4 separate regions of the Mus musculus genome follow, and all the other regions are linked to region 2. Evidence: chromatin contacts called from public promoter capture Hi-C data. All regions are on one chromosome and are shown on one strand. The core of a region is the stretch at or near the end of the contact, and the rest is flanking DNA. Distances in the headings are between cores, read along the strand shown.

The links. Promoter capture Hi-C pulls out the DNA fragments that hold promoters and counts their contacts.
Region 1: a contact with region 2 is called in a promoter capture Hi-C map of pre-B cells, with 2.4 times the contacts expected there. The contact joins the promoter of Atrn here to the promoter of Tmem87b in region 2. A contact is called at or near these places in 3 of 39 promoter capture datasets (liver and pre-B cells).
Region 3: a promoter capture Hi-C map of liver shows a contact between it and region 2, with 6 times the contacts expected there. The contact joins the promoter of 4930402H24Rik here to the promoter of Tmem87b in region 2. A contact is called at or near these places in 2 of 39 promoter capture datasets (liver and pre-B cells).
Region 4: a contact with region 2 is called in a promoter capture Hi-C map of liver, with 6 times the contacts expected there. The contact joins the promoter of Gabpb1 here to the promoter of Tmem87b in region 2. A contact is called at or near these places in 3 of 39 promoter capture datasets (liver and pre-B cells) and 2 of 115 datasets of contacts at active chromatin or transcription factors (large pre-B cells and thymic regulatory T cells).

Annotation. Positions count from the first base shown.
Region 1 is chr2:130,903,378-130,910,090 of GRCm38.p6, forward strand. It overlaps Atrn (attractin), which reads left to right and starts at 3,118. Exons shown (of 29, transcript NM_009730.3): 1 at 3,118-3,590. The coding sequence starts at 3,184. A730017L22Rik (RIKEN cDNA A730017L22 gene) reads right to left here and starts at 3,019. Exons shown (of 3, transcript NR_015523.2): 1 at 2,834-3,019.
Region 2 is chr2:128,813,380-128,820,189 of GRCm38.p6, forward strand. Tmem87b (transmembrane protein 87B) reads left to right here and starts at 4,924. Exons shown (of 19, transcript NM_001355629.1): 1 at 4,924-5,124. The coding sequence starts at 4,960.
Region 3 is chr2:130,836,192-130,842,611 of GRCm38.p6, forward strand. It overlaps 4930402H24Rik (RIKEN cDNA 4930402H24 gene), which reads right to left and starts at 3,954. Exons shown (of 37, transcript NM_029432.2): 1 at 3,773-3,954. The coding sequence starts at 3,855.
Region 4 is chr2:126,671,293-126,678,325 of GRCm38.p6, forward strand. It overlaps Gabpb1 (GA repeat binding protein, beta 1), which reads right to left and starts at 4,300. Exons shown (of 9, transcript NM_001271468.1): 1 at 4,064-4,300. It overlaps A630026N12Rik (RIKEN cDNA A630026N12 gene), which reads right to left and starts at 3,995. Exons shown (of 1, transcript NR_166192.1): 1 at 1-3,995.

The sequences.
Region 1 (6,713 bases), core at 1,868-4,367, 2.1 Mb after region 2:
TTTTAAATAGGATCTGTCTATTATGTATCTCTGATTTGTCCTGGAACTTACTCTGTAGACCAGGCTGGCCTCACAAAGATCCACCTGCCTCTGCCTCCCCAGTGCTGGGACTGGAGTCATGTACCACCATGAGTAGTCTCACCAGCCCTTTCTTGATGAATTCTTAATTGGGTCTACATCACTAGACCTCTTGTCCTTGTTGAAAGTGAGTTACAGGATATGTTAGTTTTTTGTTGTGTAACCAGTCATTCCCATTACTGGCTTAAACAAGTACTCTTACTTATTTTGCTCATATACTAGTAACTTGTGTTTGGCAGGGAGTCCTTGTCTTGGCTACTTGATTATCTGGTACTCAAGTGAGACGTCTTGAGTGGCTGTAGATTAGAAAGGTTGGAGCATAGCTACCTTCTAGTATGGCAATTTCAGAAAAGTGGAATTCTTTGATGGCCCCTGGCTTTCCCCAGAGCAAGTGTTCCGAGACAGCTGGAAAGAATCGTCAAGATTTTGTGTGACCCAGGAATCTCAGACTGGAAAATCCCAGAAAGGCTTCCTCTCTTCATGGCAGGAGACAGTGTTAGCCTCTTTTGTGCTTCTGTGAGCAAAATGCCCTGGCAAAAGCAACTTAAGGGAAGAAGTATCTATTTTGGCTCTTGTTAACAGAAGGATTTCAGTCTCTCACACAGGGAAGGCGTGGCAGAGTTCCCAGCTGTCTGTGGCAGAGAGACGCATGGAGTGGAGGATGGCTTACATGGTAGCAATACAGAATAAGGGAAAGCAAGGAGAACCAGAGGCAGGAGCACGCTCCAAGGCAGCGCAGCCCACAGGCTTCCAAACAGTGCCAGAAGCAGGGAGCTAAGGGTAAAACAGGAGCGGGGGCCGTGGGGAGAGGGGGAGAGGCGGGCACGGGGATAGGTGAGATTCAATAGGAGACGTTGTAACTGTGTAGTCTACCACATGACCATGGTAGGTCCATGTCTCCTGCTTCCTTCTTTCATCATATACAGCCGTATGTAGAACACAGTAGAGGAGAAAGAGAAAAGACAAAGAAATGAACAAATGTGAAGACTGGAATCTGGTTTGGAGCCCTGGGATAGCTGGGGTGAGGCTGCTGTGTATGCAGTTCAGCTCTACCAGGCCTTCAGGGGATGCAGAGTGAGCAAGGTCAGGGCCTGCGCTGGACACTGGTGTCTGACTATGGGTGCACTCCAATTCTCTACTCCCAGGTTAATCAGAGAGGTTTCATACATGTATGTGAGGTTTTCTTTGTTTTCCAGGACCAGGTGCCCAAACTCTCAAGTACCTGCATAAGTATACTCTGCACAGCCCAAGATTATGAGGCAAAGTTCTGATTAGCCTCTCTAAAGCAGGCTGAAACATTGCTTGAAAGAGCAATGGGCCTCTCACTGGATGAGACACAGGAAAGATTTGTTCCTATTTAGATAATGTAGACTTGATGAGAAATCTTGCTTGTCAACTTGACTGTATCTGGGATCAACAACAACACAAGCACATAGGCATTCTTGGGAAGAACTGGTTTTTCTTTTTAAGACTAGGATTCTCTATGTAGCCCTGGCTGTTCTGGAATTCACTCTGTAGACCAGGCTGGCCTCACAGAGATCCACCTGCCTCTGCCTCTCAAGTGCTGGGATTAAAGGTGTGGGCCACCATTTCTTGGGCATGAAGAATTGTCTTAATCAGATTACCTGAAGCAGGAAGACTCATTCTAAATCTGTGTAGCACTTTCTCATGGCAGATAAGAGGACAGAGAAGAAGAAACTTTGCTTTCTGTCTGCTTGTTCTTATTCTTGGAGGGAAGGTCATCTATCAAGTTTCTGCAGCGTTACCTCACTGATATTAGAACTGACTTCTTTGGATCAGCAGTGAGATCTCCAGGAATCTTTTAGGACTCCAGCACCGAATTGGGACTGTGGAGTCCAGTCTTGTGGATCAAGCACCTTTCTAGGGTGGGACAGCCATTGTTGAACTACTTGGACTGCATCCTGTAAGCCAACTAAATAGATCTCTATCTATCTATCTATCTATCTATCTATTCTTTTAGTGGAACAACTCAGATGGCTAAAACAACCCATATGGCTTCTTCACTCAGTGACTGTTCTTCCAGCTATAAGCTTACCAGATTCATTTGCCTGGGACCTTTTCTCTCCATATGACCTCTGTATGAATCTTTCCAAGGTGGAAGAGCAGGAGAATCCCAGGACAACAAATAAACAAATACCTCCCAAACCAGACCAAGCAACAAAAGAAACAAAAAATAAGATCAGAGCTGGAACTGACACGTTATCTCTTTACCATATCCTTCTATCGGTTTAATATAGTCAAGGTCCAGCGTACATTCCAGGGTAGTGGCCCATACAAGGTTATGCTATTGGGAAGTATGTATCATTGGGAGTAGGAGAGGCACTGGCGTTAGCAAGAAGGGTGTGCAAGCTGAGAGCGCTCCCGGTAATTCTGGGCTGTTCTTTCTTCAGAGAATATGGATAGGTCGTGGGGTACAAGATAATGCTAAACTTCTCCTGCAGAATTTAAGGTACACATAGACATGGTCTGCCACTGGTTCAATCCGCTCGCTATCAAGGAAAGCCTGGCTGTGTGTGCATTCAGTCAGTTACACATCTATTCATATGCAGGTGCTTAATTAACACACGTGCCATTTTGTTATCCCTAGTTTAGAAACGCGAATGCAGTAAGTACTACTTCTTCAGGTCTCAGCTAGCAACACACGACATCATTAGCCTTTTGGGTCCGGTTTCTCACCAAAATGGAGTTGGGGTTATAAGCTGAGCTTTGGAGGCGTCCAAAGGGTAACACTTACCACAGTCAGCTTGTCTAGCAGAGCCAGGCAGCCACTGTAAGGAGGTACTGGCTAACTCGTCGTAGCGCGGTGCGGAAAGCAAAGAGCCTCCGTAGACTAGGCGATGTTCATCCGCGCTAAGACCCTGGCATTGAGCAGGTCTACATGCTGGGCACGCCGGAAGACCACGGCCCTGGTCCCGCCCCCGCGCATGCCAGCCCCGCCCCTGCCCGACGCACAGCGGGAGCCCCGCCTTGGATATGGACCCGCCGGGCCACCGTCGCCCGGCCCCGCCTAGCACGGCCAGGCGAAGGGGAGCCGGCGTGCGGGGTGTGTATGTGTTCGCTGGGCGCCGGCTCAGCCCCAGGAAGATGGTGGCGGTGGCGGCGGCGGCGGCGACTGAGGCGCGGCTGAGGGGGAGCACGACGGCGACAGCAGCGCCTGCGGGCAGGAAGGGCAGGCAGCACCGACCCTGCACCGCGACAGGGGCCTGGAGGCCGGGACCGCGCGCCCGGCTGTGTCTACCGCGGGTGCTGTCGCGGGCGCTGCCCCCGCCGCCGCTGCTGCCGCTGCTCTTTTCGCTGCTGCTGCTGCCGCTGCCCCGGGAGGCCGAGGCCGCTGCGGTGGCGGCGGCGGTGTCGGGCTCGGCCGCAGCCGAGGCCAAGGAATGTGACCGGCCGTGTGTCAACGGCGGCCGCTGCAACCCTGGCACCGGCCAGTGCGTCTGCCCCACGGGCTGGGTGGGCGAGCAATGCCAGCACTGCGGGGGCCGCTTCAGGTGAGTGCGGGTGGGGAGTGCAGGCCCAGCCTGATGTTCCAGGCCCAAGGCAGGTGCAGGGCTTGAAATCGCGAGGGTAGAATTTGCCCCACTGTGTTTGATGATGGCTTGCCTCCTGGAGGGATGTTCATTTGGTGGCCTTCGGGTCTGCCTGTGGTGGAAGATTGAGAAGGAACGGGAACACTCGGGAGGCATTTGTTGCTGTGGGTTAGATGTGGGTCCTGAAGAGTATAAAAGCCCACCTCGAAAACGGGCTTATTTAGGATAAATGAGGTATCAAGGAAACGGTGAGTGAGTGAGTTCTTCAGCACTTGCCTTTGACCAGCCCAAGAGATTGGAGATATGTGTGTCTGGAAGAAGTACAGCCGAGGAAGTGACATGTTGGGTGAAAATAGAAGGTAAGGCTGGGTTGTAAGATTTCAGGGATAAAAGTACCATTGGTTGTTGTTCCAAGGAAAGTGAAGAAACTAGTTTTTGGATCCTCACTGTTGGCCTATTGGAACGGGGTTGTCTAGAGAGGAGAATCCTATTAGCCCTAGATTCTCCACAACATGCAGTTGGCTTGGTTTGGGGCAGAACCTCTTGGAGAGATCACTTTTTAATTAGCTTTTATCTATTATTTGCTTCTGTTGTGAGAGAATTTTTGGATAATGCACACAGGTAGATCCATCATCCAGAGTTTGATGTGGTCCACAAGAAGTTAGGAACACAGCAAGGGGAAGTTATAAGACCTACAGTGTCATCCATATCTCAGGCAGATATTTGTTGACTGGGTTCCCCATTTGACGTGGGAAAGTGAGGGAATGTGAACGTGGCGTAGGATTGATTCTTGCTCCAATTGATCTTATGTTCTAGTGAGGGCTGACAGGCAGTCAACACGTAACTAGGCAAAAGGAATGAGCAGGATAATTTCAGATAGTGGTAAATGCTAAAAGCAAAATACAAACAGGTGGTCGGTCTTCCAGGATTCCGATAAGTGGTGACATTAGAAGCCACCCATTTGAGTGTCATTTGATCTGAGTGAGGCCTGAACCTGGCATAAGAGAACCTGTGGAAATGAAGGGGCAGAGAGTGTGTGACTGGCTAGCAGTAAGCAGAGAAGTCTCGGAGGAGGAGGAGGAGGAGGTGACATTGAATTTGAGCATGTGAGGTTAAGTAGGATTTGCAAGCGTGAAGTTGGGGAGAAGAATTCCAAATGGAAAAAAAAAGCTGCAGACATAGTGGTAGAGTCCAGAAGGTGGAGTTTTGCCAGTGCCCCTGTAGTAGAAGAGAGTTGTAAGGGAGAAGCTTGGAATGTTAAAGTAATAGATCTCTGTTAGATCTTCTAGGGGACTCAGAGATCAGTGGCAAGATGAACTCTTAAGTTTTACAATGGAGAAACCAAGGAACCTCAGCACCAGTGTTTCGGGGGTTGGTCTAATAGTTTAGCGTGTTGTGATTTTAGGCTTCGAGATACAGTGGTAAACAAGTTGTATGTAATTTTATTCTTGTAGAACTTAACTTTTCGTTTGGGAGTAAAAAATACCATAATGGAGCTGGAGAGCTGGCTCAGTGGTTAAGAGTACTTGTTGCTCTTGCAGAGGACTGGGGTTAGGTTCCCAGCACCTACATGGTGGCTCATGATCATTTATGACTCTAGTTCCAGGGGATGTCATGCCTTCTTCTGACTTCAGGCACCAGGCACACATGCAGGCAAAACACTTACACAGGAAATAAAAATAAATATTTTTAATTTGGAACTTACTGTGTAGGCCAGGCTGGCCTCAAACTCACAGAGATCAGCCTGCCTCTGCCTCCCAAGACCTGGGATTAAAGGCATGTGACATCCTGCCCCCTTAGTCCCCCCAATAAATAATTCTTTAAAATTATTTAATTTTAAATCCAGTAATCAATATATTGTAATTTTGCATGATTGTGGAGGTGAGGGCAGCGGTAGAAGCCAGCTCCTTTCAGAGTGAGACTAAGATTCATCTTTCTGTTGAGATACTCCTGAGGGGCAGGATGGGGGATGAGTGACATCAAGACAGGTTAGAGGGGAGATCCAGTGTCCATAGCAGAGAGAGCAAAAGGGACCAAGACTGCAGAGAGAGGTCGGTGCAGTGCTATGCCACATAGAGGTAGGAAGTGGATTTAGGATTTGACCTTTCACCAAAGAGCAATGGGATGCAACAGGTCACTCTGTTTTCATGAAATTGTAGACTTAGAGACGGGAACCAGAAAGGGAATAGCCTTAAAGGTCAGTTGACTTTAGATGCTTCCAAGATCAGGGGGATTGATGGAGGGACCTTCAAATTCTGAAAACCTGGGCTACAGGCATGAGATGTTATGGGCAGTTGATAGAGACTGTTGGTGTAGGTCAGAGCCAGACACCACTGCTGCTAGTAGAGACGAGGTAGATATTGTGTGGGAGTATAGAGATAAAATGGTTAGGTCTCTCTTTCAGATCGGTTTGTTCTTGGACATGTGAACACGATAGTGAGGAGAAAAGGCTAGCTCTTACTTTGGGTGATTGAGAGGCAATATTTACAAGGCACAGGGACATAGGTAGGACTAGGCTGAGATAAGCTTAGATTTATACACAGAGTTTGGGGAGTTTTCAAGGTATGTGCCTGGCACATGTTCCTTGTTGGTTGAGGTTATTTACCTGTAAGAGGGCTTGCCAGGGAGAGAAAGAGATCTGAGTGTCCACATGAATAGTTCAGAGAAGAGCCTTTTAAAACAGGACAGGCACTCCTGATAGTGCCTCAGCTACTCTCATATGTAAGTGACTGTCACAGACATTCCCTTTGAGCTTGTGCTCATTAAGGCTCAATTAAGACTGCCTCTGACAATACTATTATAGTAAGTGGCTTCTAGAATTGTTAAAATAATAAAAGGCCAGGAGTTGTAGCACACACCTATAATCTCAGAACTTTGGAGGTCAGGAATTCAAAGTCAACCTTGGGTGACATAGCAAGTTTGTGACCATTCTGATCTTTATGAGTCTATCTTAAAAAATAAAAAAATTAAAAATGAATAAAAAAATAAAAATAAAAAATAGGGCTTGAGAGTTGGTTCAATGGTTCTGAGTCCTGGTTGGTGGCCTCTTCTGCTCCATGGATGCTATGCAATGTGTAGTGCACA
Region 2 (6,810 bases), core at 3,674-6,173:
TGTACCACTCTCTCTTTCCCTTGTCTCCTCCTGCATATTCCAGGGTCTTCGGTCACACTGAACTCCCAGCTCAGTCTTCTCAGAGCCTGCCTCTTCTGTCTGGATTCTTCCTTACTGTTTCACAGCCTACAAATCATAGGAGGAACCAGAGGGCTTAATCTCCACTCCCAACCCACTGCCTACTCTCCCTCCCCATTGTGTGTATGTGATGTGATGCATGTGTGTGGTGTGTGTCTGTGTTGTACGTTATATGTGGTGTGTGTAGTGTCTTTGTGTGTGTTGTGTGTTATATATGGTGTGTGTGTGGTGTGGTGTGGTGTGGTGTGGTGTGTGTCTGTGTTGTGTGTTATATATGGTGTGTGTGTATGTGTGGTGTGGTGTGTGTATTCCACTACTTCCTACTCCTTTGGAAAAACTGTCTTTTATCACCCAACGTCCAGTATCTTAAAACCTATGGTTTCATACATTTAATTGTTTTATGTAGGAGTGTAAACTTAGATCCTATTATTACATCCAGCAAAAATCTCCAATGCAACCTTATTACTATTGAAGAGCTAAACGTATATAAATAGGCAGAAGAGTTGCGTGACTGCTCATATATCCATCTCCAGGCTTTAACAAAGGAAAGGAAACCATCAATTCAGGCTTGGAGAGACACAGTTGAGTGTTTAGAAACACTGGCTGCTCTTCTCGAGGTCCCAGGTTCCGTTCCTAGTACCCACATGGAGGCTCATGGCAGCTGTAACTCCAGTTCCAAGGAGTCTGATGCCCTTCTCTGGCCTCTGTGCACACAGTGCAGACATGGCTGCAAGAGAAACACCTATATCCCTAAAAATAAAATAACAACAACAATAATAAACTTAAAAGTTAATTTATAGCTCATCTTATTTTATCCTTGCCCACTCCCAAACAAATCCCAAACACCATGTGAGTTCATCTGCAAGAGTTGCAGTGTGAGTCTCTTCAGGGGTCCTTGTGGAGGTCTTCCTGGCCTTTCCATCCTGTATGTCTGAGCTGACTTGCAGCTGTCATGCTCTGTATTTCTTTCCTTACTTCAAACTTTGGAAAAGCTATTCTGCCCTGCTCGTGGGACTTAACCTGCCCTCCCAGGGACAGCCATGCTCCAAGGCTGAACAGAGTAAGAACCTCTGCTCCTTGACTCTTGATGAGGTTATGTTTTGATACAGCCATCATAAGTAGAAAGCATTTCAAGTCAAACATGCATATCTGTAACCTGAAACTGGAGTGGGAAGCTATTCAAACATGTCACACTAGCTGGGCACAGTGGCACATGCGTGCTATCCCATGAGAGCCAATTATGAGGCAATATGGGAATGTTGGTGCACAACTTTAATCTCAGCACCTGGGAGGCAGAGACAGGTGGATCTCTGTGGAGGCCAGTCTGGTTTACAGAGCAAGTTCCAGGACAGGGAGAGGGGGATGGGGGAAGGAGAAGGGAGGGGGAGGGAAGGAGAGAGAGAGGGGGGGAGGGGGAGGGGGAGGGGGAGAGGGAGAGGGAGAGGGAGAGGGAGAGGCAAGGAGAGGGAGAGGGAGGGAGAGGGAGAGGGAGGGAGAGGGAGAGGGAGAGGGAGAGGGAGAGAGAGAGAGAGAGAGAGAGAGAGAGAGAAGGGGAGAGAGCACTAACAGTCCACAACTCGTCAGGAAGGGCTAGGGCATCATGGACATCTCCTCTATTCATAATGGATGTTGAAGGGACCAATCTGAGAGAATTAATTGGGAAGAAAATGAAGTTTAGAGGGAAAGGAAGGGAGACAACAGTGGGTAACAGGGTGAATACAATCACAACACTGTATATGTGTATGCAGTGGCAACCTTTTTCATTTTATTCTATTGCCAGTAAATAAAACCATTTCCACTATAAAGTGTGTGTGTATGTGGGGGCAGGTATAGTGATGCAGTCCTGTGGTTTTTAGCACGTAAGTGGTGGAAACAGAGGGTTGTGAGTTCAAGGATTGGGGTATATAGTGAGACCCTGTCTCAATAAAGAAGAAAGCAGCATTTTGGCGCATCAGCTGTCAAAGCAGTCACCTTGGTGTCACAGGACACAGCAGAGCTTCCACTTTGCTTGCTGACTTTAGGGTGCCCAGGACCACCAGAAAGCACCACATCAGGCATCTCCAGCCAGGGCAAGATCAAAATTAAGAACAGCCTGTGCTGGGTGTTCAGTTTGCAATACCATAAAGCTGAAAACTGTGAGTCTAACTACCATAAGCTGGGAACCATCCATGCAAACAACGCAGCTTCCTGGTGAGGTGACTTGGGGACATTGCTCACATGCTTTTCCGAAGTCTCTCCGAGATTACATGCCACTTGCCACCGCGGTGGCTGACTGGATAATTACGTTGTCTCTATTGTCCACATTCCACTCACGGTCACATTTACTCACTGTCTGGGCTGATTTGTTAAGATTGGCAAAACAAAGGAACAGAACCTGGGAGGTTTAGAGCGCAGCGTGGAGCTCCTTGCGGTTGTGGGATCAGGAAGTCCAAGATTAAGTTGTTGACACAGATTCCTCTGACTGCCTCTATTGGGGGCTTGTCGCAGCTCCTAGGGTCTACAATGTCCTCCCCAGGCTTCGAATGTGTCTGAGGCTCTTGGATAGAGATACCAATCCTTCCGGATAAGGGCCCACCCTGAAGATCTTATCTCACTCTCTTTCTCTATTCACATTTGATGAGCTGGAGATTAGAACCTTACCGCATGAATTTCAAGAACGCTAACCTATTGCCATTTATGATCCTTTCCTGATGAACTGGAGTCTTACTCCAGAGACTGCTTCTAGAAGCATCTAAATTAAAGAAATCTCTAAAATATAAGGATTAAAAAAAAGCTATAGGCTTTTTAAATTAAAAATATGTTTTAGATTTACTTATTTATGTGTATGAGTATTTGGCCTGTATGTGTTGTGGACCAGTGAGATCAGAAGAGGGCAACAGATGCCCTGGGACTGGAGCAGAGGTTGTGAGTTGCCATATGGGTACTGGGAATGGAACCCGAGTCCTCTGCAGGAGTGGCCAGTGTCTCCAGACTCTTTTATATCTACACCCCAGGATGTGACCAGTGTCCCCTGTTCCATTAGCTCTTTCTGTGGTGCTGATTGAACCAGGGTCAGGGTATATTGGGCAAATACTACATCCACCCCCTGCTGATGGCCCTTTGCTGTGTTAGGTTTGATTGATTTTACCCTGGCCCCTGGCTGAGTGTTGTGGATGGAGGAGATAACAAATACAGCCTAACTAACTCAAGGAAGCAATGCTAGTGCCACTCTTCCTTGGAAATGAAATTACCCTAGAATAAGAAGCATCTAATTAACAAAAGTAATTACTCTTTTTTTTTTTTGTGGCGGCTCGTGCCTTTATTTTATTTTATTTTTTTAAAGATTTATTTATTTATTATATGTAAGTACACTGTAGCTATCTTCAGACACTCCAGAAGAGGGCGTCAGATCTCATTATGGATGGTTGTGAGCCACCATGTGGTTGCTGGGATTTGAACTCTGGACCTTCAGAAGAGCAGTCGGGTGCTCTTAACCACTAAGCCATCTCGCCAGCCCATAATTACTCTTTTAAAATGTTAATTACATTTTACTTATGTATTGAGTGGGAAGTATTTGGGGGTTAAAGAACAACATTCCAGAGTCTGTTTCTGGGACCTTGTGGGTAGTCAGCTTTGGCAGCAAGTGCCTTTAACCTCAGGACCATCTCAATATTCCATTTGCTCTTCAATAAGGTAAACTCCCTGTTTAGTCTATTACTCGGAGATCGATACCTCTGTGAGATATTTAATGAGCCGTAAGATACAGTTCTGAATTGATTACTGGTTTAATGGTCTCTATTAAAGGTACTCCTTGTAGTGTGGAATGTTGCTAGCAGAGGAAGCTGGTGACCAGGGCGATATTAGAACTTTCTAGAGATCCATTCCTCTCGATTTTACTGTGAACTTAAATGTGCTTGAAAAATAGTTAACTATTTTAAAATAAGGAAATTAGAGGTATAAACAGTAACTCCTACTGAATCTAATCGGGACTAAAAAAACACCTTCAGGAAAGATTCAAATTCATATAAAACATCAATTTCCTAGTGCCACCTACTGGTGAGACCTGACTATTGCTCTCGAAACAATTTTTTCCCCTTAGTTGACAAGTATTTTGTTTTGCTTTTAGACAAGCTTGTGCAGCTCACGCTGGTCTCACGCTTGCTATGTGGCTATAGGCTGTCTTTGAATTCCCACGATCCTCCTACCTCCACCTCCCAAGTACTAGGATCTTCATTTCTGCAACTTGTCATTAGAGTGCCCCATTATCCTCGGGGCCCTGCTCTGCAAGCTGACCTTTCAACTGCGTTGCAGCCAGGTCTTTCCTTTCTAGTTTCCCTTAAGGCCCTGCCTCTTTTTCCTCCCCCTCCTCTCCCTGTTCTTTTCCCCGCCTCCATCTTTCTACACACAACCTTCCCCTTAAAGCAGCTTCTAGTTCCGCCCAGGTTCGGCCCTTTTAATCTTGTAGTCCCGCCTCCACACTTTGGTTCCGCCTTCCCTTCTCCCGGGAAGGCCCCGCCTCCCTACCACGCCCCGTGCCCATAGTCCCGCCCCAATTAAGGTCTTGGCCCCGCCTCCACTCCCGGCCCCACCTTCTCAGCCCCGCCTCCACCCGGCCCCACCTCCCAGGCCCCGCCCCCTCCGTGGGCGGGTTTCCCTCTGGACTCTCTTCCCTTCCCTCCACACTTCCTCGGTTCCTTCCAGGCCTGGCCCTGAAGCCCTGCTCCAGGTTTGAGCCTATTTCCTCTAACAGCGCCTATCCGCTTCAGCCCAAGACCCCCTCCGCATTCACGCCCGTGCTCTCGTTCCCCTCGTGGGCACGCCCCTTCAGGGGCGGAGCTGAGCCAGGTGCGGCCCCGGGGCGTGGCCGGGTTCCGGGAGCGCAGGTGCGGCGTCCGCGTCAAGATGGCTGCCGCCTGTCGGTCTGAGGCTGGCCTCCTTCCCAGCCTCCTCTGCCGCCGGCCCGCCGGGGCCCAGCTGCTGCGAGTTGCCCTGTGTCTCCTGTGCTGGGTCCCGGCGGCTGTGGACGCAGTCCCCGAGCTCGGGCTTTGGACGAGGACGGTCAATGACGTAAGTGCTCTGTAGGGACTGAGGCGTGGCGCTTCTTAGGCTCCAGGGCCCTGGCTGGATAGCTCCGCCTGCGGACCAGTCTGGCCTTGGGCACATTCACTAGGGCTCTCTGGGACCAGCGGTGGGTCCTCTGACGCGCTTCTTGAGCCTTTTGTCTAGAGTGGGCTCTGGGAAGGGAGCGTCCCCCTCCTCTGCCTAGGCTTCTGGGAAGAGCGGTCCCACTGTGCTTTCCTAAGACGGCTTCCCTTTCCAAATGTTGTTGCTGCTCGCGAGGCTCTCCACCCGCCTCTCACTGTCCTGACACGGTGTCTCTAGATCTTGCTTTTGTTTCTTCAGTTCAGAGCCCCAATCTCTGCATTCCCAGCGGCATCGCTGGGACCGAATACTTCGGCTAGGTTACTACTACTGGGGCCACATCCACAAGGCCACAAGGTTTGTCTAGCCTTTCTGTTAGAGCATAAATTGAGTGTGCTCTACAGTCGTGCATAAAGTCACCTCGCCTCTCTTATTTTTCTTGAGTTTCTGTATATTCCTTAGTGTTCATGACTTCTGCGCGTGTCTGTGGAACAGGGTGTTTGCTTAAGAGTGTTTAAAGGGCGAGTCTGATGGATGAAAACTTCCGTAACTGGGCAGGCCGTTAGAGAACTTGACGTCCTGTATGGTTAAGAGATGATGTGGGAAGAAGGCAGAGACCAAATTGTGCAAAGTCTTGCAAAAGAGACAGGATATCGGGAAGCGGCCTTGTCTTGAGTCCAGAGTCAGATGACTCGCCCAGATCTGCTTGGGATGTGTGGAAACAGCGTCTAAGTTCTAAAGGTGACATTTATATTTATATTCCTTCAACCAAAAGTAGTATCAGAAGGTGCACATACTTCCAAACACAAAACTGCAGAGGCTCAAGTGTAGGCTTCATTCTGTGGCCCGGCTCAGTGTATTCATTGCGTTTGAGATTCTTCTGAGTAGGTGCCCAGTATTTTTTTTTTTTTTTTTTTTTTTTTTTAGCTGTCATATGCTTTGTTCAGGCTGAGTTTATTTCCTGTGTAGCTCAGGCTGGTAGTGTCAGCAGCCTTTTTTTGCAAAAAGCAGGATGATTATTTTTTTCTTATATCAAGTTGTCAGAAATGTATCTTTTAGAACAGAGAGAATGAAACATGTCTTTGTATACTTACCACGATAGGGCCTGCCCATCTCTATGGCTGTATTTCTCATCAATAAAAAGCAATGTTTGTTGAAGCACACTTTATGGTTTCCTGCTGCTTTTTTAGTGAATGCAGTTAAGCCGGTTTCCAAACTCAAAATAAGAGCATTGTGAATCAGCTCCATGAAAACTGTTGCTTGAGCATGTACCAAAAGATCTTTGTCAAGCGTACTTCAGATAGTAAGAATCCCACTGGGAAGAATGGCAGGTTCTTTTGACAAGCAGAGAAGTGTGTTTTTTGACTGTAGTTATGCTTTGGTCAGACTGAGTTTATTTCCTGTGTAGCTCAAGCCAGCAGTGTCAGCTTTGCAAAAAGCAGGCTGATTATTTTTTTTCTTAGAATAAGTTGTCAGAATTTGTCTTTTAGAACATGGAGAATAAGACTTTCATTTATGCGGGGCAGTGGTGGCGCATGCCTTTAATCCCAGCGCTTGGGAGGCAGAGGCAGGTGGATTTCTGAGTTCGAGGCCAGCCTGGACTACAGAATG
Region 3 (6,420 bases), core at 2,704-5,203, 2.0 Mb after region 2:
GTTTCTCTGTGCAGTCATGGCTGTCCTGGAACTCACTCTGTAGACCAGGTTGGCCTCGAACTCAGAAATCTACCTGCCTCTGCCTCCCAAGTGCTGGGATTAAAGGCGTTCGCCACCACTGCCCCGCTAATTTTTTTAAATGTATGTATGTCTGCATGTTTATCTGTGTGAGTGTATATTGCATGTTTGCTGGTGCCAGAAGAGGACACCAGATCCCCGAGCCCTATATATATCTTCTTAACATTCTTTAAGAAAGTAAAGAGCGGGCTGGTGAGATGGCTCAGTGGGTAAGAGCACCCGACTGCTCTTCCGAAGGTCCAGAGTTCAAATCCCAGCAACCACATGGTGGTTCACAACCATCTGTAACAAGATCTGACGTCCTCTTCTGGAGTGTCTGAAGACAGCTACAGTGTACTTACATATAATAAATAAGTAAATCTTTAAAAAAAAAAAAAAAAAAAAAAGAAAGTAAAGAGCTCTCAGCAATGTGGAGGCAGAGGCAGACAGATCTCTGAGTTCAAGGCCAGTCTGGTCTTCTAGGCCATGGATGAGAAACCTGTCTCCAAATAAATAAATAAATAAAAATAAATTTTAAAAAATCAAAGGAAAAAAAGAGGGAGAAAGAGAAAACAAAAGAAAATAAAGAGGCAGAGCGATGGCTCAGTGTGTAAAAGTGCTTTATGTGCAAGCCTGATGACCAAGCTCGATTGCCAGACTCACTTCGGAAGGGGAATCAGATCATGGAAATTACCCTCTTGACCTCTACACACATGCCTTGGGGCCAACATGTCTGCATCTCTCCCTTAACACACACACACACACACACAAACCTGCTAATAATAAATAATTAAAAAAAATTAAAATCAAATAAGTAAGCCAGATGTGGTAATATACTGCTGTAATCCCACCATTCTGGAGACAGAGGCAGGGAAATCACCACAAGTTCAAGGTGAGCTCAGACAACACAGCACGTTCCAGGCCAGCCAGGGCTCCATAGCAAGACAGACAGACAGACTGACAGAGACAGTGACAGAGAGACAGAGACAGAGATGGCAGGTAGTATTCTGGGGATGCATTTTTATGATAAAGTTGCTTCTCCACATCCAAGGCTCAAAGTATTCAAAGCAAGGGTTGGCAAAATAGCTCAGTGGGTAAAGGAGTTTGTCACCAAGACTGATGGCATGAATTGGATCCCTGAGGCAAACATTCACACATGATGGAAGGAAAAGAAAGATGAAAGAATAAAGTTATCCTCTGACTGTTACATGTGCTCTGGGACACACACACACACACAGACACATACATACACATACTTTTGGTTAAACAAATAAAAATGTGGAGATGGCCCAGCAGTTAAGAGCATGTACCCTCTTGTAGAGGACCTGAGATCAGGTCCCAGCACCCATGTCAGGGGACCCACAACTGCCTGTAACTCCAGTTCTAGAGAATCTGACGCCCTCTTCTGGACCCACTGGGAATCTGCATTCACCTGGGCTTTCCTTATACACAGTACGCTCACAGAAATAATCTAAAATGAACTACTTTAAAATACAATTCTTTTTAAAATTTAAATAGATTCCCGAGCTTATGATGGGGATACAGTTCAGAGGCAGAGCATTTGGTTACCATGTTCACGGCTCTGGGTTCCATCCCCAGCACCACATCAAACAAATGTGGCACCGGACACACACACACAGGCAGACAGGCAGACACACACATCCCTCCAGAGAGGTTTATCGCCAGGCTGCTCAAAGTTCTAATGCATCCTGTTTAAATTTCATACAAAGCTGAAATACTTTCAGTGATCCTCTCTGGCCGAAGGATTGAGAAAGGATGGAGACTGTTCCCATGAGCAGCTACACACTACAAACTGTAAACCCCAGAAAGAATTCCTGTTGGGGGCAGAGAAATCCACACAGTGTCAAAGTAGAAGCAAACCAGGTCTCCCAGATGCATTGTTTCATTACTATCTCATTGCTTTTCTTCCTTCACGGCTTAGTCATTCAATAAACACATTGCCAGAGTATATGAAGGAGTCCTGAGAAATGAAGAATGAGAATTAGTTTTGGGGCCTGCAGAATGGCTCAGTGGGTAAAGGCACTTGGCTGCCAAGAGACCTGGCTGAGTCCAATCCTGGTGACCCACATAGGAGAAAGGGAAGAAAAGACTCCTGGCAAGGTGTCCTCTGACCTTCATACTCCCAGTGGCAAGCACAGTGAGTCTCTCTCTCTCACATATACATACACACTACATATATACACACACAATACACACACATAAAACACATACACACACACAATACATGCATCTACACACACAAACACAGACACAATTTAAAAATAAAAAAGAAGCCAAGCAAAGTGGCTCATATCTTTAATCCCAGCACTGAGAAGCAAGTGGATCTGTGAGTTCAAAACCAGTCAGGCCTACAAAGTGAGTCTCTGTCTTAGGAAAAAAAAAGTCATTTTCATTCTTCATAGTTTTGATAAAAGACAACAAAACTCTACAAAACACAAGGCTAGATGTGCTATAGCACTTGTCCAGCAAAAGCAATGTATTGGGATTTGACCCTCAATACTAGAAAGAAACACACACACACAGACAGAGAGAGAGAGAAGAGAGAGACAGACATGAGAGAGGAGAGAGAGAGAGAGAGAGAGAGAGAACACAATACAACACTCAATCAAGAACACAGAAAAAGCCGGCCAGACACGGTGGCACAGACTCAGCATTCAGGAGGCAGAGGCAGGTGGATCTTTTCGGGTTCAAGGTCAGCCTGGTCTACAGTGAGACCCGGTCTCAATTAAAAAAAAAAAAAAAGACAGAAAATAGGATAAGCTATTCTAATATTAGTTGACAACCCCCACTCAAGGGAACAATAGCATATTGCTTTGCCAAATGGCTGCAAGTAAGCAAACAAAAAAGGCCTCTTCTGGTTTAATGACAGGTTAGCAGTACCCAAACCCCAATGACTCCTCCCTTCCCTTTCTTATAGGCTCCTACTGCAACACCTCCACCACTCCAACCTCCGCGTTTCTCTGGCAGCCGCATACTAGCTCCTTCACAAACAAAGCCCGGACGGCTATCAAGGTCAGCCCCAAAGACAGAGAGCAGAAATTGGAAACAGATCTTCTGTATGGAAAAGGGCAGGGCAGCACTCCCTAATATCAACTCCCCTTCCAGTCCACCCGCACTCCTTATCACGAACCTAGTGTCAGCCGCTCTGGGGGGTTCCGAGCCTCCTTTTCCCTCTCCATCCAGTTTCCTTTTTCTTCCTGCGCCCCCAATGACCTTCAAGCCCCTGAAACAGGTGCTCCCCAAGGGAAAGGGGTTGGATGCAGTGGCCAGGGACAGGTGAGCGGAGTTCCCTGTACACGCAGGGGACTGGAAACTCTATAATCGAGCGGCAGTCTGGGGCAAAGGGTCTGGACACCTAGGAGCAAAGGGGTTTACGCGGCAGTTTCGGGAGCTCCACTCGCGTGAACACAGGGCCTCTAGCGGTGGGCTGTCGGTGGGGAAGGTTTAAGGGAAAACCGGTCCATGGGGTGGGGATGTCACAATGGGGTCTTCCCGGAAACCGCAGTGGGTTGTCGAGCTACAGACATAGCAGGGTCCCTCCAGAAGGCCGCCTGTCCCTGGGCAAACGTTCTTCTCAGAGCCGTTTGAAACAATCCTCCGCAAGGAAGCCATATCAGACCACGCCCTGCCGCCCGAGGCGTAGCCGCCCCAAGGCGCATCCCGGGCCACCCTCGGCTGTCTCGACGCGGCATACCTGACGGAGGCCGCCCCACTGCCAAAGGTGCCAGCGAAGCGCGCGGGGGACAGCCCCAGCTGCTGGGGGTCGAACGAGTCCATGGAGGCTGGCGGCGTAGGACCTGGGGGCCGCGGAGGGTCGCTGGGGCCGGCACCGCTGCGGGCCAGCGGCAGGGCGGAGCGAGGGTGCGCCAAGGGGGCGGGGTCGGCGCGCGCGGGCACGCGGGGGCGGGGCGGGAGCGCGCGCAGCGGGGGCGTCAGTGTGAGTCCGGCCCAGCGCCGCACCGTGCTGCGGAGGAGCCAGACGGACTTGGGGTGCGGGCCGCCAGGCGCAGGCTCCGGGACACCACACCTCCGGGCCCTAAGGTCTCTCAGTGCGGTGAGGGTTCTGCGGGAGCTACAGCCACGCTCGCGGACGCGCCCGGGGCGGGGTCTCGCTCCCGCGAGGGCCGGGCTAGGCTTCTTCTGGTCTGTATTTGGCTTTATCTCTAGGTGTCCTGGACCGCTGCCTGGCTACAGTTATCTGTTTCACATCAGTTGCCTATCCATCCTTGGAACGTTCGGCCCCTTAGCGATGCGGCCTGTTGAGAGCACTGGCATCAGTGTGCTCACAGTATCCCAGGAGACGCCTGCCTTTGCAGTTCAGAGTCTGGATAGAATTGTTTCCAGCTGTGGGTCGGTGGGCCAGAAAAAATCTCAGAGCCCAAGTTCCTTCCTGCATAAAGTGGAGAGTTGCTTACTATATACAAGGTCTACTTTAGCATCACATATCGACCTTGTCAAGATGTCCTACGTGTCCTAAATTCATCTTTTCATGGTAAATTATAACACCACAAGACTAGTTTCCCTGCTACAATGATCAGCCTTTGAATTATTTATAAATAGTACTGGCTGAAAAAAATCCTTCTTCCACTCATAAAGATTTTAACAATCCCCAAGGTATCTCTTGCAGGTTTGAAAAAGAGAAGGAACTAAAATGCTTATTTTTATACTTAAAGGAAAATAAAATTTTGCCTTCAGACCCAACTCGTGAATGTGTAACCATTGTTTAGAGGTAACCAACACAGTATCTGAAAATCAGCCAATCAGAGACAGCCTCTCTTCAGGGGCTTCCAAATCAGCCAGTTATCAACAGCTTCTGAAACCCAGCTAATCATTGACAGCAGCCCAATCAGCAGCGCAATGACCAGGCTTCCGAATGAAAGAGCCTTTCTTAGCTGCTTTGTTCTGTAGACCACTGTTAACAGCCAGGAGACTGTAAATTGCTAAACAGTCAATTTATTGAAACACCTCGAGCTTTTACGCACCCAGTCATTATATACATCTCCAGCTCTGTTAATCAGCTTTGAGAATACATCTTTTCTCTACAAGCAAATGTGATATTCACCTTCTTCCTTCCTCCTCCATTTGGTATGTTTTATGTAGCCTAGGCTGACCTTGAACCCCTGAACTTGAACCCTTGAACTCTTGCTTCAACCTCCTAAATTCTGAGATTACAGGCCTGCATCATCATGTCCAGATGGAAGGCTACTACAATTTGTAGCACAGAACAAAATTGTGTGCCTTTGGTTGCTTGGCCAATGTCGTGGTATGCAGATATCACATCTTTTGTATTCATTTATCAGTTAATGAATATAGAAGCTTTTTTCCACACTTTCTGTGCCTTAGCTTAATGCCAATATGACCAAATACCGAAAGTTTTTGTGTAGACATGTTTTTAATTCTCCTGTATATGTAGTATACTCCTAGAAGTGTACTGCTTGATTATACTGAAAGTCTGTGTTTAATAATTTGAGGCATCTTTTTGTTTTCCAAAAAAGCTGCACCATTTATATTCACATTACCTAGGTGAGAGAGTCCCAATTGTTCCACGCGTTTCCAAACATTTAATATCTATCTTTGGATCGTAGTCATCTTACTGGATATGAGGCTGTAGTTTCCTTATGGTCATTTTTTCATGTGCTATTGGAGAGAAATAGTGTAAATGAGAATTCCTGGAAAAAAAAAAGCTGTGTCTGCAAAACTGATTGAAAACTGATCTTATTGGCCAGGTGTAACAAGTTCATGTTCCCAGGCTTAGGAACACACACGCACCCCACTTCTCTCCAAATGTCTTCTTAATTGTCTCTTAACTGAATATAGAATATAGAAATCGCTGTTATCTGAACCAAGGTGCATAAGTTGGAAAAACACATAACCAGTTGTCTGTTATGCCCTAATTAACTACACGCAGCTGACCCACTCCTTTGTCCTCTTACCACTCTGAGCTCCAGACCTAACGTCTAGGAAAATGAATTAAGAACCTTGAAGCCAGGTGCCCTGGATACAGCCCAGTCTCCAAGGGGTACTCCCTTACTTAACCCGTAATGTCAGAGTACAACTGGATAACACTGCAGCCCCACTCAGCTCCCCCCTCAATTTATGTTCCCATTTTTGAAAAACATTGTACGGTCTCCCTTCAGGACAAAGTTTACATCCTGAGCTGGCCACTTCTCTGGGCACTCAGAGAATAAAGCTTTCATGTTTAAGCTTCTGTCTCTGAAGTGAGTTTTCGCAGCTTCTACCCCGAACCCAACATAAGAAGAAGTAACCAGATGTGCCACTGTTTACTGAATTGTGGTCTGCAGCCAATGAGCAGCTAGATAGGGGTGTGGAAAGAGCATGGTT
Region 4 (7,033 bases), core at 3,050-5,549, 2.1 Mb before region 2:
AGACTAGTAGTAGCTCACCTCTCTAGTGTAATGAGATTTAAACACCTAACTTTAATAGATGCTCAAAATTCTTCTAGAAAAAGATACATTGTATAATTACAGTATCAATGGATTTAACATAATTTTTAAAAAATAGAAGGATTCACAGTTGTTGATGAGTTGGCTCAAGAGGTAAAGGGTATTTTTAATGTGTGTAATGCACAGAAACAGGATGCCCTGTCTACATGCCACAAATGTGCAGGAGTGGGGTCACACACCCCAGAACTAAAATTATAAGCAATTGTGAGCTGTCTGACAAGGGAGCTGAGAACTGAACTTGAGTGCTCTGAATGAAGCATGGATCTCTCTAGCCCCAAAGATTTCTGCAACCAAGCCTGGCCTGGCCTGAGTTTGATCATTGGCCCCAAATAGTGAAGAAGAAACCAGCTCCCAAAATGTCCTTTAACCTCTAGTTAAAGTGCCGGGGCTCTCTTACACTGATACGAAATAAATAAAAACACAAAAACCTTACCAGAACCCACAGCAAGACATTTATTATATCCCACTTAGCCTAAAAACTTGAATAATTTCCAGCTAAGATGGATATGTTTGAAAGAAGACACTACAATGAACTCCTTCCAAGGTTATAACATTAATTTGCATATATGTATGTCTGTATGTATAAACACATGCATATGCATACACACACACACACAAATTCCAAGATTATTGACTACAAGGGCTCTCAATAGTGGGGCTGAGAGCCCACAGTAACTGTACTAGCTTGGGCATGGTGGCTCATGCCTGTAAGCCCAGCCTGTAAAACTGAAGCAAGGGAATTACTCCAAGTTCAAAATCAGCCTGGACTACACAGTGGATTTGGGGAAAATTAAAGCTAAACTGAAATTAAGGAAAAAAAAAAAAAACAGTAAAATTTACTGATCTATTAATGACCTAAGGCAGCAGTTCTCAACCTATAGGTTGTGATCCCTTGGGGTGAGGGGTGGGGTCAAACATCACTTTCACAGGGATTACCTAAGACTACCGGTGACAGATATTTACATTACAATTCATGATAGTTGCAAAATTAATTACAAAATAGCAATGAAATGATTTTATGGTTAGGGGGTCAACAAAACATGAGGAACTGTATTAAAAAGTGGCAGCATTAGGAAGGTTGGGAATCAGTGCTCTAAGGCATCATTGTGACCACTTTCTATGGAAGAATTCATGTAATTATTCCTACTGTACAAATGAGACAACTAAGGCACACAGGAGTCAGTATCAGCTCCTGTGACCAGAAAAGCTTCAACTGGTATTCTTCAACTTTTTTTCTATCAGGATAAATCAAGTCTTGTCTTTGGAGAACTTACTCTCTGCCTACATCTCTACTGCCATAAACATCCACAGTCCAAATAAAAATGCACTAACCTTTGTGGACAACACTGCAGAGCTGAGAACACAGGTTCTAATTCTAACTTCTTCTGACACAAGATTTATCTTTTACAGGGATGAAGGAACAATCCTCCTCAGACAAGGAAAATGCTAATTACAACTGACCCCAAGTTGAGACACTTGTTACTGAAATGTAATTTTTAGTTAAAAAGCCACTGGATCACTGGACAGCTACCCACACTCATATTACGACTGCAATTATACATTTATAAACTAGAGCAGAGAAAGTGAATGGGTCCCAACACATACCTTAATTTGTACACTATATGACATGTATACAATGTCAAATTGTCATATTTGTCAATATGTAAACAAGTTCCTAGATGTCCAGGAACTTGCCTTGACATGAGTCTCTAAGATAGCCGGTGAGATAAGGATTGGACATCATCAGTGCATTTACTAACAAGACAACTTGCAAGAAACTTGAGCTCACTCAAAAATTAATTTCTGACCTAAAATTTCATGTGACAATTTTTGAATTTGTAATGTTTGCCTCACCTATACCTAGAGATACCACGGGTTTTTAAAATGCCGGGGGAGGGAGGGAGGGGAATAAAAACGAGGTTAAAATTAAGATCCAATTTTGATATGCATAATAGCAAACATAAAAATGCACCTGGCACTTTCTGACAATGACATGAAGAATGGCCAGATGCTTCCTGTTGATGAAACAGCAGAGGTCAACTGACAGAATCAGACGAGGGTTTTAAGAAACCACTGGAAACTCAGCTTCCTTCCAAAGCCATTAGCCCCAAACTCATCTTGAACTATTACAGATTAATCGCCCACACCCAAGAAACCCAGACTGAGTCAGGGAAGAGGCTAAGACTTACACATGCAAACTACATGTGCATTTTGTTTCGGCAAACACCTCACTTCCCACGGAAGTCTGAAGCGCCTAAGATGCACGTGTCCTCGTGAAGAAGGTACTTACAAGCGGGTCTTTACACGCTGATTATATGTGTACATCGTTAAGCATATGAACTGGAACTTTAAAATGTCTTGTCACTTGGACTATTTCCAGATATCAAGGCTACTGGTAAATTATAATCTCTGCAATGCTTAAGCATCTAAATGGCCATCTTTTAAAAAGTTAGAGGCCTCTCCCCCAAACTACAAGAATCATTCTTCTCATTCAGTTTGTCTTTCACAATATCTTGATTGTACTTAACATGCTGAATAGAAGGATGGGATATATCATGTTTTTTAAAAAAAGCATAATATACATACAGTGTTTTCCATTGGCTATGTGGCATATCACAAGACTGTCTGCAAAAATTGACTCAAGAATGTTTTCTGTTAAACTAGGCTTTAAAAAAGACTTTCGAAAGTGCAAAACAATGTGACTCTTGCCTAAGTCATGAGTTGACACGTTACTTTTCATTTTTGACAAAATAAGAAAAGCGAATAAAGGGATAAGAGCCATCAGTTCCCTTAAAACTTAAAAAGTCAGAGTCTGAAGGCCTAAGAGCCAAAAAGCTATCAGTTATATTTAAATTAATCTGGGTGAATCTCTGTGAGGTAGACTATCGTCTGCGTACTAAATTCGGTGCGTTTTCAATTCTGGGAAGGCCACTACTTCCCTAGAAAAAGCACACCACCGTTCTTTTTTACCCCCAGATAAAAATTACATTTCAGAAAGTAACTTGCCTGAATAGACAACAAACCACAGTGTCTGCAGAAAGAACTCTTAAAAATTACTCCCACGTTATGAAGCTCTCTTTCAGAAGTACTGTGGTCTCGCTCCCTGCTTTAAAGCAAATGTGTCTGCTAGACACAGTGGAAATGGGCTTAAAGCAAAAGCTTCAAGGGAAAAAAAGCCAGCAGGTAGGCCCGCTTTCCTTCGCTCTCATTTTGGAGATGCACACTTCAAGGCTAAGCCCGCGGCTTCAACGCCGTGGGAGAGGTTCACAACAGCACACTCAACACCGATCTGTGCCCAGGCAAGACATGACCGACGAAACTCGCGGCTTCTTTCCGCACCCGCGCTCGCGTGGGTTCCGGTGGCGAAGTCTCCGGGGCAAAAGTCTCGGCCACTGAGAATGGCAGGCTCCGTCCCTTCCGGACTGGCCCGTCTACCCTGCCCCGACCCGGCTGTTCGGGCCGAAACCCGAGCGCCCCGGGCTCCGCGGGGCCCAGCGGGGCAGCGCGGCCCGGCCTTCCCTCCCGCTTGTCGTCGGCCCGGCCAGGCCAGGCCCTCAGGCCGCCGAGACAAAGGAGCGGGCGGGGACAGCGCCGCCTCTCCCGCCGCCTGCCCCGCCGGCCCGGACCCCCACGGCCATGGCGACCCCACCGCAGACCCGACCCGTGGGGCCCGCAGGAGGCCGCGGCGCCTGACCGAGGAGGGGGCGGCGGCCGCCACCATGTCTGCCGCCCCTCCCAGAAGCCAAGCGCCGGGCGGACAAAGCGCGGCGGCGGCGGCGGCGGCAGCACGGACACCCAGGCCGACCCCGCCGACCCCCGCCAAACAAGCGGGGCCAGGAGCCCCGGAAACCCGGCGCCTTAATGCAATAAACAGGAAATCGCGGGGATGATCTGGGTTCCGGGGGAAGTGGAATTATTTTTTACCAGCGAAGAGATCAACTTCCACATCCGGTGGTAACAGGGCCCTACACAGACCCGCACTGACCTGGAAAAGCTTCGGGAGCGGCGGCGGGGGAGCAGCGGGAGGAGGTGCGGGGACCGCGGCGCCTCGGAGCCGTCAGGGCAGACGCGGCCCCGCCACACACAGAGCGCTTCGCTGCACAGGGCGCTATTTTCCGAAAATGCCGCGTCTGCTCGGCGCCCAAAATCCCCACCGAAAAGTCCCCGTCGGCGCGGAGGGACACGGCGGCCGAGCTCCCAGCATGCCTGCGGCGGCCTCGCCAACCCGCGCCCGTTTCCGCCCCACTGGCCCCGGGAGCGAGCCTGCCGCCGCCCTCCCCCAGCCCCGTTCCGGCGGGAGAAAGGGATGAGAGGGTCTGCTTCTGACTTTAAACGGGGAGAAAGGAAATAAGCCATTTCTAGCGTTCGGCCACACAAAGGCTGCGGCGGAATGATCCGCGGGGCGACCGCAAGTCCCGGCTCGCCCGGCGCCTGCGCGGCAGCGGGGTGAGCGCTGCGGTGGCCCTGTGCGCGGCTGGGTGTTCCGCGCCGCGTCGCGGGGCGGGATGTGTGGGAGTTAGGGGTGCGTGTGCTAAGTTCTCCCCCGGCGTGACACGGAAAGTGCCGGCATTTCGGGACGCTTGGAGCTTGGACTTGACTATGGGGTGTTCTAGCAGATTCCCGGCAGGCGGAAGGGCAGCCGGGTACCTAAGATTTAACTTACCGTGGTCCTGGAAGGTACCCGGAATCGCTGGTTGTGGGGCCTGTGCGGGAACAAAGGATGCCTGTCCTCTTCACCTGGTGTAAACTGGTCGTGTGTGACGTGGATGTTTCTGTGGCTTTTTTTTTTTTTAATGTTGTAATAGTGACGCTTTTCTCCTGTCTGTATTGTCAGGATTTTTGTTGATTTGTTTTCGAGGCAAGGTTTCTCTGTAACAGCCCTGCCTGACCTGGAACTGGCTTTGTAGACCAGGGTGGCCTCAAACTCAAAAGAATCCGCCTGCCTCTGCCTCTCAATTGTTGGGATTAAAGGCGCGTACCACCATGCCTAGTGACGTATTTTACTTTCAATGAACCAAGAGTTGATTGGGAGATGATGATTTGTGAAGGAAAAGCCTTATAAATTTACTTCACATGCGATTTTCAAAGTTCCACTTTGATATATTTCACCGAAAAGTCCACTACCCGTGGAACTTTTGGCGTCAGGTATCTAGGAATGAGAATATCGGAGACAACCGAGAATAACCTAGGAGCAAAATGGCTTAAATGAGATCCAAATTGTTTACAGACTTCATTTGTGTTTGTGTGTGTCTGTCCTCAGATAAGGACACTTGCCCTTATTTTTTGGTTTTTCGAGACCGGGTTTCTCTGTATAGCCCCTGGCTGTCCTGGAACTCACTTTGTAGACCAGGCTGGCCTCGAACTCAGAAATCTGCCTGCCTCTGCCTCCCGAGTGCTGGGATTAAAGGCCACCACGCCCGGCTGCCTTTCTTATTTATATAGTGAAAGTTTGTAGCCAGTGTAAGACATAGCAAAGTAAACAGAATGGGGAGAGCATAGTTCATGTTTTTTCTTTTTATTTAATATTTTATTTCAGGGGTTTTTGGTTAGGTTTGGTTGGTTGGTTGGTTTTGAGATAGGGTCTCGCTTTGTGAAGCTCTGACTGCTCTGGAATTCACTCTGTAGACCAGGCTGGGCTCAAACTTAAAGAGGTCTACCTGCCTCTGCCTCCCAGGTGCTGGGATTAGAGGGGTGTACCAATACTGCCAGCTCTTATGAATTTTTTTAAATTGTTATTCCTTTCCATAATATTTTGAGTAAATAGTTAATTGCCTTAATTGTGCTATAGCATCTAGACGAGTATACATCATCAGTGGTTATGCCAGAAAAGCTGAATGTGGTGTGATTGCAGGAATATTCCCCTGCCACAAACAGACACACACAGTAACCTTACAGAGGAATCAAATAGCTATATAAAAGTTATATAGAAATCAGAAATTGGTGAAGGCCATCCAGTCGAAGGGAACAGTAATGCAGAACTAGAGAGATGATTTCGATCATTCCCAGAAATGGACCTGTAGAGGTTGAGTGACCTCCTTGAATGTCTCCTTAATGAGTTGGTGTTTTTGACTGGTAGCTATTCAGTAAAAACGCCCCAGGCATGGAGAAGCAGTAGTTTGGAAAACTGACTACACAGGTTGAGGTAGTCACAAGTAGGAATCAAGGAAATCACAACTGCTTGTTAGGAATTTGGAGAATGCTTGACTGGATGTGAGAATGCCTGAAGGAGATGTCAAGGAAGGTGACTCAAGTTTGTCAGAGTACTTGAGGGTTGGCAGTGTGTTCACTGAAAAAAGCAAAGGGAGAGGACTGCTAGGGAAGATGAAGCTTCTGTGTGACCATGGAAAGCCTATGGGCCTGTCTAATCAGCTCTGTTCATTCCTTCAGCAGTGCTGGAGTGCCCATTCTTTTTCTCTCTTTTGAGACAGGGTTTCTCTGTGTAGCCCTGACTGTTGTCCTGGAACTCACTTTGTAGACCAGGCTGGCCTCGAACTCAGAAATCTGCCTGCCTCTGCCTCCCAAGTACTGGGATTAAAGGCGTGCGCCACCACTGCTCGGTGTGGAGTGCCCATTCTTATAGTCCTGTTCTGTGAGCTAGAGAAGATAAAAGTAGCAGCTAAGAACATGGCTTCAGCTACTGTTGCTGGTAAAAGGAAGAACAACTAGAGTTTTAAAATGGATGAAGGATAATATCCTATAATAATTTCACAAAATGAAAGGGTAACTGGATAAAGTAGTTCTCCAAGTGGGAAAAAAAAAAAAAAAAACAGACAAAATACTGGCACTTGGTTCCAAGTAGTCTCCCCTGAGGTGGTGTCTGAGCTAAGCGGTCACTGGAAAGAAGTGGGGCAGTTTGTGAAGTTTAAGGGTACCTCCAGAAGGCCAGTAGGCTGATGTCTAGGGGAGCAAAGGGAAGGTGGGAAGGATTAAAAGTCTGCAGCTTCGGGAAGATGAA